Regions from separate parts of the Mus musculus genome. Here region 2 is linked to region 1. A link is a contact called in public Hi-C data. All regions are on one chromosome and are shown on one strand. Each heading gives the region's core, a stretch centred on a gene start, on an enhancer-like site or on the middle of the called end of the contact. The rest is flanking DNA. Distances are from core to core; before and after follow the strand shown.

Region 1 (6,705 bases), core at 2,399-4,898:
GTTGACCAATTTCGTCCCGGGACACTTGACCATTCCGTGTAGAGGATGTGTGTCTTCTGTGAGTTGGTATACTTAGGACAGGCTGAGAAGTGGGGAGTCCCTGGGAGAGGGATGCTGAAGTGTTTGCTTGGTTTCCTTCCTGGTCCCTTTGGTAGTGTTGGAGATTGAAGCCAGGGTCTCTCGAGCTGGGGAACCTCTACAGAACTGTCCCCAGCCCTTTTGTTCTAATCAAGTGCCTCTCCTGCTCTACTTAGTGTTGATAAGACCATGTTAGCGTCACCACAGTAATGTTTACTACTGTGTCCGTGCTGTGTTTGTAGAGGAGGAGGCTAAACTCTTCCCAGTTTGGTAATGGTATAATTACTTCATAAATCTTTTCATCTTTAATCTGTCTGGGATAAGAACTCTGTATTTATGTGAAATTTTGGACCAGAAGAAATCTTTAAGAGGTAGCTAAGAAGTTTATTACATGAGTATAAAGCTTCATTAAGATAGCTACTGCTTTTCTCGGACTACTGCAGTTAAAATGCTTGTTTATGTTTCTTTTTTTAAGACAGGGTCTCTCTACATACCCCTAGCTGTCCTGGAACTCACCATGTAGGCCATTCTGGCCTGGCCTTGAACTCACAGAGATCCACCCACCTCTGCCTCCCTCCCCACTCCCACTGCTCAGATAAGGTGTGCAGCATCACGCCTGACTCGGAGGTTTTTGAAATCACTTGAAGTGCAAGTACAGATTTTTCCATTTTTCTTTTAGTTTCCTAACTAAATTTCTTTTAGTTTTCATGTAAAATGAGGATAGAACATGCCAAGGTTTTCCATTTTTCCCCATGGGCCCTGAGTTGATAATGAGTGGTCTCTCTTTAGCTTTGTATGAGGTGAGACACTGAGAAGCCTAGGCGGGCTGTTCAGCCCCGCCCAGCCCCGCCTCCATCACCTGGCAGACACTCTCCCTTTTCTGTCTGAAGTTAGAAGGCAGTCTGCTGACTTGGGATTTAAGTCACATTTCTGCTGAGAGTGCTGTGGTCACACTGTGCTTCATAGTTTGCTTGCTTTGTAGAATGTTTCTTAACGTTTTTGTAGTTAAATACAAATTCCTGATAAAACATTTTTTCATTGCATATATTGTATCATGGGAATGTTACAATTTTGTTGAACTAGGAAATAAAATTAACAAATACCAGGAGGCTCAAAGCCCCCATTAATAATGCCCGTTTCTCTAGACAGCTTTCATATTTAGTTGTAAAGTAAGCTTATATATAATTAACAACGTTTTGTTTTTTAATTATTGTTTTTTGTCTGCTGTTGTTTTTAAAGTTAAAATGTATATTGTTTTTACCAAGTAGTTGACCTTTCTAATTCATATTAGGAAAAATGTATAATTTCTTGAAACAAAGAATTACATTTGTTTTGAAACTATAATTATTCTTTCTAAAATATTACCTTTTATTTTTGGTTTCTTATTCAAAGATGATAATTGAGTGGATTAGCACGGATCTTTGAAAAGATGATTGAATTTCAAGTCTGTAATAACCATAGCTTGTTTTGTGATATTGTTTTTTTGTTGTTGTTGTTGTTTGATATAAATAAATTTACGAACTTAAATATATATGTCAATAAATGAATTTAAATTTCTTGAACCTTTCTGAGACTTTAAAATTTTCTGAAGCAGGAGTCATCTGGTTATTTATCTTCTTGGAATGTCCGGACTTTGCATTTTCCAGTTAAGTCTGTGATCCATTTTCATTGTTGTGAGATATCAGGTTTGTTGTGGATTGGTGTGTGCACATGGCCTGTGTGCCTGCTCCAGCCCCGACTTTGCTCAGCTTTCGGGAGAGAACTGACTCTGCAAGCCTTTCCCTAGACCCTGGCTGTTGTATTTACCTAGTCTTGCCAACACTGCTGACTGTTCCTGGTAGCTTTGCAGTAATCCAGGTGACTAATGCTTACAAGGCTTGGCTTTGCGCTAGGCTGGCCTGGAACTCAGTCCTGCTCCAGAGTCCTTGGGGCTGGGCTACAGCTGTGCACCACCGTGGTTAGCTTCTTTTCAGTGTTGAGTTGGGCAATGCTCAGACCTTTCGTTCCCTATGACAGCATTAGAATCAGTTTGCCAGGAGCCGCAGAAGACCCAGCTGACGGTATTCACTGGCATTTTGTCGGGTCTATAGAACAAGCCGGGACGCTCCAACATTTGGATACTCGAAGAGTTTTGTTTTGCTGTCAGTGAACATTGAATATCGTTTCATTTATTTACTTCACTGACGTCTTCAAAGGTGTGTCCTTTTTTTCCATATAGATCATGCAGATCTTGTATGCATTTTTGTTTTATGCCTAAGTGGTAATGCATTTCGTGTTACTAACTTTACATCCTGCAAAATTCTGTATTCTAGATTCTTGTTTCTGTTGTTTTTCTGTCCGAGTGATCTTGCTGTGGACAGAGACTTTTTTCTGTCATTCCTTCCAACGAAGGTACCTTTTCTTTTTGTATTAGTACATTAGGTAGGACTTTGAGAGAGATGTTGAAAACAAACCATGGTACGAGGAGATCGTCGAGCCTTGTTCCCGATCCTACCAAGTAAGCTGTAGTTTCTTCCCACTAATGCAATATTAATTGTTGCAGCTTTAAAAAAAGGAAGGAAATTAATTTGTGGTAGCCTGTATAAACCTAGAGGACACTTTACTTAGTGAAATAATTTAGTTACAAAAGGATAGATACTATATGATCTTTATACAGAGTCTAAAACATCCTGGGTGGCCAATTGTGATCACTTGAGAATAAGAAGATGCTAGTCAAACGGTACAAAGTTTGGTTAGGAGGAACAAGTTTTGTGAGATGGGTCACAACATGGTGACTATGGTTAGTAATGTGTTCTTTTTATTTATTTACTTATTTAGATATATAAGTACACTGTCGCTGTCCTCAGACACACCAGAAGAGGGCATCGTGTCTCATTTCAGATGGTTGTGAGCCACCATGTGGTTGCTGGGAATTGAACTCAGGACCTCTGGAAGAACAGTCAGTACTCTTAACTACTGAGCCATCTCTACAACCCCAATATTCTTTAAAAAAAATCTTTTTATAAGTTTATTTTCTCATAGATTCCATCCTGACACAGTTTCCTCCACACCCCCCCTCCCCCCGGGCCTCACCTCCTCCATCTTTTTTTAGAATTTTATTTATTTTTGTTGTTTTTGAATGTGTATGTGCGTAACTGAATATATTTTAGTGTTCCACGTGCATGTAGGTTTCCTAGAAGACCAGAAGAGGGCATCTGATCCCCTGGAACTGGAGTTAGAGGCAGTTGTGAGCTGCCAGATGTGCTGGCTGCTGGGTCCTCTGGGAGAGTGACACCTGCCAAGTCATTTCTCCAAGCTCCAATAATGTATTTTTAAATACTAAGTAAGTTGTAAGCATCCTCAACCACCAGACATGATATTTGAGATCATAATTAGCTAGCTTTAACCATGTTACATATCATGACAAAAATTACACTTCAGAATTATATATAAAAACTTATATAAACTTTAGTAGTTTCCTTTCTATTGCTGTGATAAAATTACCCAGACAAAAAGCAGCTTAGGGGAGGACGTGTTTATTTTGGCTCACAATTAAGATTCTAGTCTCTGCAGTAAAGACAGCACCAAGAGCTTGAGACAGCTGGTCCCATCATGTCCACAGACCTAGAGATGGGACCACTCTTTGTTCCTACTTTGCTTGCTGCCTGGGCAGAGGAAGGCTGTCCTGTGAGATTTTATAATCAAATGCCTCAAGTGTGGAAGGACAGAAGAATTTTCTGTCTCCCAGTACTAAAAGTCTCCCTATTTTCATTTACTAAGGGAGTGACTAGCCCAACGAGCAGTGTGAACCCAGGAGACTGGGCGTAATGTGACGCAGACTCAGGCTGTAGTAGTTACTTTTGTGTCACTGTGACCAAATGCTTATTTCTCAGTGTCAGAGAGTCCAGGCCATGGTCATTTGGTTCCTGGGCAGAACATTGTGTGTGTGGCAGAGGAGAGCTATTTACGGCTAACCACAAACCTGTGGGTGTTACAAGAAGGGCCACAGATAATATACAAGGCCCCATTCCCAGAGACCTTTCTTTAGCCAGATCCCACATTCTAACGTTTACATAATCTCCCAAAGAATGAGTAAGACCTCACTCTCTGTTCCCAGGCTGGCCTGGAACTCGGAGATCTTCACACCCTGAGTTCTGGGATTGAAGGTGTGTTCCACCAAGCCTTGATAGGACCAAGCATGAATTTGTGGGAGTACATTTCAGATTCAAAAGAACATCCTTAGACCCCGAAGACTCAGGACTGCTTAATATGGAAAGCCTAAGCAATCGGAAACTAGCAAGAATGAAAGGTAATCATCGCCCCCAAAAGCCAAGCCCAGGGCCAGACGGATTCAGTTTTGAATTTTACCAGATGGATAAAGAATTAACAAATGCTGACACTCTGAAAACTGTTTCGTAAAACGCAAAGGGAACGCTTCTAAGGTCTCTCAATGGAACCAATACTTCCCTGATACCCAAACCAGGTAACACAACGAGGTGGGACAAGGAAAACATTGCTGGTGACCAGTTTCCTTAGCAAATATAAATAGCTATAGTCACAGGGACTGTGGTATGGACATAAAAACAGACACATGGACTGATAGGAAGAGAAAAGACCCAGAGATAGCTCACAGATGAAATGACTTTCACATGATCAAGAACCTTCTGAAGCCAACCTCTTCAACAAAGGATGCTTGAAAATGTGGACATTCACATGTAGAAGGCTTAGATCCCCGTCCCTCCCCCTGAACAAAATCTACTCAAAGTAATTAAAAACCCTTAATGAAACGCGGAAACTACTCATAGAAACAGGCACAACATTTCAAGATACAGATTATGAGTTGTTTTTGAGGCAGTGTCTGCTATGTAGACCGGGCTGGTCTCAAACTCAGTCTTCTTGCTTTAGCTTACGAAATGTTGAGATAGATTCCAGGAGATGAGTGTCATCGTGCATAGAGAGGCTATGGTCTGAAAGGGACAGTGCACCAGAATGTAACAAAGTTGACAAACATGATGAAATTAAACTGAAAGGCTGCTGCATAGAAGAGACATTACCAGAGCGCATGTGGCCTGTAGCATGGGAGATCGTTCCCAGCTGTTCTGACGTGAGAGTAATAGAATATACAGACTTAAAACTAAATACCTAAGGAACAAAGATTTTAATCATTAACGAGCAGCTGCATGGAGCACAGTTCTCAAGGTATGTAAATGGGGGCTGCAAAGATGGCTCACCAGCTAACAGTACTCGCTGTTGGACTTGGGTTTGACTCTTAGAACCCACGTGGTAGCTCATGGCTGGCTGTACTTCTGGTTCCAGGAACTTGACCTCCCCTTTTTGGCCTCAGTGTTTACAGGTGTGTGCATGTGTGAGCGCACACACACACATACAAACACACAAGCAAAATACCCATACACAAAAGATGTTTTTTAAGTGCAAATAGCCAATAAATACAAATAATCAATTTCCTTAACATAAAGGAAAAACTTAAAACTACTCTGAGATTCCATTTCACCCCAGTCTGTAGTAGCAGACAAGAAAGGTGGATCAGAATGGTGTAGGTTGGAGAAAACATACTGTTAGAATGTTCAGCTACTCCAGAAATCAGTGTAGGGGTCCTCAATACATTAGGAATAGAACTACCATCTGTTATTCTACTCCTGGCTGTCTACCCAAACGTCTTAAGTCAGGTACAATAGTGATGCTTGTACATGCACCTACCCTGCCCATCAATGGATGAGTAAATGTCATACAATAGAATTTTAGCGGTAAGGAAGACTCAGTCATTTGCTGGAAAATGGGTGGGACTATAGACCATCATACTAAGCAAAGTATGCCAGACTCAGACAACACATGTTTTCTCTCATGCAGCTGGTTGATGAGCAACAACTAAAGATGTTAAATTAGACTCTTGGATGGGGAGCGCTGGAGTGAATCTTCTTGGAATATGCTGCATCCATGGATGAGAGTGTCATGATGAAACTGTTATTTTGTACAAACACCAATAAGAGCAAAAAACAGACCCTGTCATGTCCTGTTACATTCGCATTTATTTGATCCACACCAGCAGTTGTTACATTAGCTTTAATACATTGAACATTACAAAAGTAGCAGGCGTGTGCGCGCGCGCGCGCACACACACACACACACACACACACACACACACACACACACACACGGCTTCCAAGACAACAATGTAACCTACAAATGTTGGCATTGCTTTTTACTGTCTTGCAGCTATGGATTCCAGTGTCTTTATCTAAAGTAGGGTCATATAGGAATTAAGATACAGTACTTGCCTCACGTGTGCAAGTCACTATGTTTAATCCTCAGTACCACAATAAATAAATAACAGCCCATAAAACAGACAGTTTAAAAGTGTAATATAACACTCCTCCATTGTTGGTGGGATTGCAGGCTTGTACAACCACTCTGGAAATCAGTCTGGAGGTTCCTCAGAAAATTGGACATAGTACTACCGGAGGATCCAGCAATACCTCTCTTGGGCATATATCCAGAAGATATCCCAACCGGTAAGAAGGACACATGCTTCACTATGTTCATAGCAGCCTTATTTATAATAGCCAGAAGCTGGAAAGAACCCAGATGCCCCTCAACAGAGGAATGGATACATAAAATGTGGTACATTTA
Region 2 (6,213 bases), core at 3,174-5,673, 360 kb after region 1:
TGATCATCAACTATATATTTATTGTTTATAATTTTCTCCCTAAGGTAAGTCCCTAGCAAAATTATTGTGCAATATATTGATTATAGTTGTTATTTATTTCAAATCATACTCACAAAGATTATCCTAATTCATATTTCTACCAGTAGTGGGCAGGAGTTCCCACTTGCCCACCTTTTCACCCTAGATTCTCACTTTCGTTATGCTGTGTATTGAAAAAGAATGGCTTGCTTTGATTTGCTCTCACTCCTGTTGTTTTAATGAGCCTGGGTATTCGTCCACATTGACACCGACCGTCCATCCTTCCCTGTGCTTGTATTCTTGCTATATTCTCCTTTGGAGACATTTAATTTCTCTTCTTAACTCCCTGTATAATAATGGTGTTTTCCTTTACTTATTTGGCAAAGATTTACTAAGTGTTTTTCTAATGCCACTATGTCTTTTAACTGTATGTGTGGCGTCTCTGGCTGTACAGATTTTAACTTTAGCACTCAAGCCTTCCCCTGCCCTTGTTTCTTGTTTGCACGCTATATTTAAAGAGGCTTCCCCTCCCAAAGATTAGAAAAATATTTCCCCACATACTTCAGCTCTTTTATGTTCTCGTTTAATTGTTTTGTACATCTGGAATTGATTTTTTTGTGTAGTGTTAGACTAGAATTGGGTGTTTCACATACATGTTCACAGCTCTTCAAAGAACAGAAGGCGTCTCTATCTTGCCCCTCATTCTATTCCCCGAGAGTTCAAACTCTCTTGCTGATGTCCTGGGCTCACGGTTTTTTTCTCAGAGATATAGTTTGACTTCCCTGATTATTTAGTTCCTGCTGCCAGTGTGACCTGAAATCTTGTTTATGACAAGCATAACAGCAGGGGGCATGACCATGCTGATCTTGGGTGCTTCCTTTGTCCAGGACAGAGGGTGAAGTGCCTCATTGTGGGATTAAAAACAAAGGCTCTGCAGCCACCCTTCCCCCATTGTGGATGTGTGGTGCGAGTAACCAGCTCTTACTCTCTTGTGAAGGAGGAAGGGAGATGTCCAATGGGTGTACCTCAAACTTGGACCTCAGGAGAATCACCTGGGAGCTCTGAAAATTCATTCTCTAGGCTTCATCTCCTGTCGTTTTGCAGAGATACCTACTTAACTGCTCTGTGTGAATATGAAGGATGAGTATATAACAAACAAATCAACACATATGAACTTTCTCAAATAATTCTCATGTGACCTGAATTTGACCTCAATACTTGCATTCTTTCTTTCCTTAAATTTTTTTTCTTTATTTTTAATGTGTGTGTGTGTGTGTGTGTGTGTGTGTGTGTGTGTGATCCTACGTGTGCCCAGTGTCTGCAGAGGCCGGGGGGGGGGGTATTTCTTACCCACTGAAACTGGAGTTACAGAAAGTCGTGAGGCACCGTGTGGGTTCTGGGAATTGAATCCAGGCTTTCTGCAGAAGCAAATGTGTGTTCTTAACTGCTGGGCTGCTTCTCCCGTCCCACTGTGTCATTCTTAACTTACTTTTAATAATAGGATTTAGCTTCTGCTGGGACACGACATTAAAATCCATACAGGTCTCAGCACTCAGAAGGTGAAGGTAGGCATGAGATTGATTTCAGCCTAGACAACAATGAAGTCAGGCTGAGCTACAAACCAAGACCTTTGCTTCAACACACACACACACACACACACACACACACACACACCAGTAAACATTGCAGTTGAGCTGGATTTGCCTTACTGTTTCTTGTGGCATCAGCTGCTTGGTTTCTTTTCCTTGGCTAAACTTCAGATTCAAGGACTCATCTACATAAATTCAATTTTATTATTCGGCAGGCTGTACCGTTCATATAACTCATCCCAAACATGAGCTAAATTTTCTCTTTATGAATAGAAAATAAAAGAAAAAAATTTAAAGCTTATCATATCACAGTGATATTGGTGAATAGCACTGTCATTGAATACAACTGAAATATTTTCTAAGTTCTACTAGTTTGCAAATTGTCTAAGAAACTGAAAATCTGGTGTTTTTCTTAGCCTTTATGCTGTTTCTTCCCTTTCTCTTATGGCTGCCAAGCAAGCCCTCTTTTACAGGCTAACAATTGTGAACCAAAACAATATGGTCCTCACTAAAACAGGATATTAAGTCACAAACGTTATTTTGTGGTGTCATGTCAAGATATATTACCATGAGGTCAAGGCATCTTTAATGTCTAATGTCCAACTCTCCTGAGCCCTTGCTTTACGTTGCCATGGGGATAGTGCCACTCACAGTAGTTTAAAGTCACGAAATGCTGACCTTTCAACTCAGCTGCATTTGAACATTTCTTTTGACTCTTCCTCCTATGGTTTATATTTCTGTATGCTTGATTTTGAAGGTTTGAGACACGTTCTACTTTTTCTGGCTGTTTTGAGAAGCAGAGGCTATCTTGGGTTAAATTTCACACCCTCATGCAAGCAGAGAAACAGTTGCAAGTTGTTTTGTGTGAGAGTTTTGATTTGGATCCTGTAACATAAATAGATGGTTTTGTTTTTGGTTAGAAGCATCCATTTTAATGTAAGAATTAACTCTTTAGGCCATAGTGTTGCCCCCAAGGTATCTATATTTTAATGCAGAATTCAAGAGACCCTGCCCCGCCCTACTAAGGACTCATCTCTATTTAAGCCAGTCCTTCCAGCCTTCCTTCTTCCTGTTTTGAAGGTAAAAGAAGTAATAAGTCCTGAGTGTGATGAAGGGGGCGAGAAGGCACAGGGAAGAGACCTAATCTTACATATCTACTTCATGTTCCACTGTGCTGGGAGTTCTTTTCCATTTAATCCATCAGTTCGCAGCCTGTGGGTCATGACCCCTTTGAGGGTTGTGTATCAGATAGCCTACATATCAGATTGTTGCCGTAAATCTCCAATCCAAATATGCCCCGGCAATGAAAACACGACTCAATTAATATGAATACATGTTGTGTGCTTAGATTGGGCAGATCTACCGCTACACTACCATCTTCCACATCTAGAACTTGCAGTTTCTCCAGGCCATGTGCTTCTGCTCCACTTTTCTTCTTCTTCCTCCTCCTCTGCATCCTGCATATTCATTACAGGACATAACAGTGGCAACATTACAGTTATGAAGTAGTAACAAAACAATTGTATGGTTGGGGCAGGGAGTCGCCACAGCATGAGGAACTGTATTAAAGGGTTTCAGCATCAGGAAAGTTGAGAACCACTGCTCTGATCCAAGTAATGATCCAGCGAGGCAGCCATAGGTTTGGCAGAGAGATGCTTGGCTCTAGGGCAGTGACTAGTGGAGCTGATGTAAGCTCACATAGCCCTATGTCTGCAAGGTGCTGAGCCAGCTGGCTGAGAACTTAGGGATCAGCAAGCCCCATTTCTTTATCTTGTATCCAAATAAGCATGTTGCATATGAGAGGCTGCTGCTATTCACAAAGCTTTTAGCCACCAGAGACTGTGCTAGGCATGTCCCATATTCTGCCTGATCTAACATCCAGATTAGAGGTTACACTACAACTTCGATATAGCCTCTAAGGCACCTGGAGACTGTGAATGCAGAAGCCATTTCTCTGCTCTGTCACCTTTTATTTTATTACTTGAAAGAAGTGAAGTGACATTCTGAAGATCGTTGGGTCTCTCATGGCAGAACAGTCTAGACTCTGGATTTCCTGATTGCCAGCTGTCTGCCTCTACTACTGGTTCCTTGTAGGAATCCTCTCATAGTAAGGGTGTAAGGAGGAAGGCCAACCAAGAGTGTCAGGACAGTCTGTGTCCCCTCTTGTACCATGCCCCCAAGCCCTGCCAACTGCACCTTTGTAAAGTGCTAGGAAATTCTTTCCTTCTAGAAGTCAGATGTGGAAGTATCTCTAAGACTCATGACTGTTGACAAGACATGACTCAAAGAAGCTCTCTTTTAAAATTCAGTAGTGGCAAACACTGGATAGGATAAATCTGAAAAGGTGTTTACAGTGATTTGTTTTGTAAGTTCCACTGACCTCTAGTTACAGTTAACGTTATTCATTGCCTCGGATTATTTAAGAAAATAAATAAATCTGGGTCGTGAAGAGGAACCTATCAAAATGTGGTGAAAATGGTTCTTTTCTCAGAACTGCTGGAAGCCTCTCTCGGTGTAAGCAAGTTTCCAGTGCAGTGTGTGTAATGAATCACCTGTCTCTGCTTCAGAATTGTCAGCCACAGAATGGAAAACTAGCACTTACGGAGGGCTCAAGCACTGCAATAAAAATAATCTGCCTTTGAGTCATCACGTGGCTTCCATAAATCACCGTGGTTTTCTGGAAGAAACGGGTTGCCGTCATTACTAAATGAGCAGCCAGGGCTCTTGACCTTTGATAAGGAGACCTAGGGTGTCACTTGGGTGTGTCTTTGGTTCCTTCAGCACTAGCTGAGAGCCTGCAAAGCTCGTGGAGGGATGGTGGGCAGCAGGATGGGAGGAGAAACAGAAGATGCAAGGAGACTCTGTCCCTGTCCTCCCAGAGATTGATGGCTCTGTCAAGCCAAGCGGAGGATCGGAAATCTCTACTTCCTCCTTTCCGATTTTACACCCTGCCTTACGCCCAGCCTGAGCCGTGTTTTGGTCCTATGCTACGGACATAGGGGTTCTTTGTGTTTGATGGAGTAGGATACAGTCTCTTTGTCTATTAAATACACTTAGACTGTGTCATAAATGACACATTTTATACTACCTTGTAAGTGGGTCATCTGGTCAATAGAATCATTTAAAATTCTTAGCTTTTCTGGCAATTTCCCTATCTAGGATTTCCCACACTTTTAATACTTGCAAAGAGTGATGTGTGGTTAGATGGGCACACACATCCAATAGCTCTTATCCACAGTGCAGGCACATCGCTTAACTCACCTGAATGTCACAATGTCAACAAGCAAGAAATCAGGGCAGTATTATATGGGGGCACAGGGGACCCTTTCAGGCTTGTCCATCGCTCCTGCCAGATTCTGTACTCTCCACAACATGATTAAGGGAGGTCGTTTTGTAAGTTAGTGATTCTTTTGTATATTGCTTCCTGTTGTGCTAAAGGAAAAGAATGAGTTCATGTTCAAAGATGTCAATAAAAGCTTTAGCTAGATATATGTCTCTGCACAGTTATTGTCTCTGACTATAAAGTTTCTTGAAGTTTTTGTGCAGTTTGCATTGGAATATGTGTTGGCACTGAATGACAATCGTCATTGTCCAGCAGCAGCAGCAGCAGCAGCAGCAGCAGCAGCAGCAACATCAGCAATTTTTTTTTTACTTTTTTTTTTTACAATTGGTGGCTTAAATTGCAAATGGCCAACTGAGAGTTATTGGCAGTTAATGGTTTCTGGGGGAGGAAGAGTCAGTTTTCCTCTGGAATGTGGCCTCTGCAAGGTTGCTCATATTCCAGTAGATAGCCCTTTATATTCACGAACACATATGCAACACGTACTGGACTTAGTGGGTTATGAAGAGAAAAAGAAGAGAGGGGATATTAAGTTGGGAGGTGTTATGGAGGCTGCTGGTGTCTAGGAGAGATTCAGTATGGTGAAATGGGATAGATATAATCAAAATGTGTGTATACACATATAAAATGAAAACAGACATGAAATAATTGTTAAAATGGCATCGCTGTCTTTGTCCCCTTCATTCTCAGCCTCCACCTTTCAAATATTCTCTGTTAGGAAAAAAAAGGGGCTTTTTGCTTAGATTGTACTTACTCAAAAGTACTGACTAAGTGCAAGTTATAATGGCACTAAAGCAAACAATGAAGAAACAAAAGGGAAAAAATAGATTAAAAAAATAGCTGAATCAATTCCTCTATTTGGTGGGTTTATAGAGTATGATTTTTATTGACGGGTACCTCAGTAAGTCTTTTAAGTAATGGTCAGGGATGCTGTTCCCTCCTGGATACCCGTTGTCTCAGTCATTGCTGCATTGTGGAACCATCAACTCTTGCAACAGGGAAGATTTATGTTATGTGTGCAAAGACCTGTGGTGCTATTTCATGGACTCTTGTTTTATTTGCTAGGGAGTGTGCTATAACATACACAGCTTCATTCTTTGGCTGACATCACAAATAGGAAGAAGAGATATGGGCTCTTCGGTTTGCTTTTGCTTTACCACCTGCATGTTCTTTCTTTTAGGGTGTGTTGGAGAGTTTCCTGGGCACTGCTGTCTCCGGAGCCATCTTCTGCCTTTTTGCGGGTCAACCGCTTACCATCTTGAGCAG

What was found. Hi-C and Micro-C count contacts between places; a contact is called where the count stands out from the background.
Region 2: a contact with region 1 is called in a Hi-C map of uterus, with 7 times the contacts expected there. The contact joins two enhancer-like sites. A contact is called at or near these places in 9 of 484 Hi-C or Micro-C datasets (brain, cerebellum, cortical neurons and 3 more) and 1 of 9 other capture datasets (embryonic stem cells).

Annotation. Positions count from the first base shown.
Region 1 is chr5:88,781,638-88,788,342 of GRCm38.p6, forward strand. Dck (deoxycytidine kinase) reads left to right here. Exons shown (of 7, transcript NM_007832.4): 7 at 1-1,640. Among named protein-coding and RNA genes, the nearest start is that of Dck, 20 kb to the left of the region's middle. Within about 2 kb of position 3,649, at least 5 of the 459 cell types and tissues checked have an H3K27ac peak or open chromatin away from gene starts, as enhancers often do. A contact at or near this core is called in uterus, where this site is marked.
Region 2 is chr5:89,143,173-89,149,385 of GRCm38.p6, forward strand. Slc4a4 (solute carrier family 4 (anion exchanger), member 4) reads left to right here. Exons shown (of 27, transcript NM_001359211.1): 14 at 6,128-6,213. Among named protein-coding and RNA genes, the nearest start is that of Gm35855, 80 kb to the right of the region's middle. Within about 2 kb of position 4,424, at least 29 of the 459 cell types and tissues checked have an H3K27ac peak or open chromatin away from gene starts, as enhancers often do. A contact at or near this core is called in uterus, where this site is marked.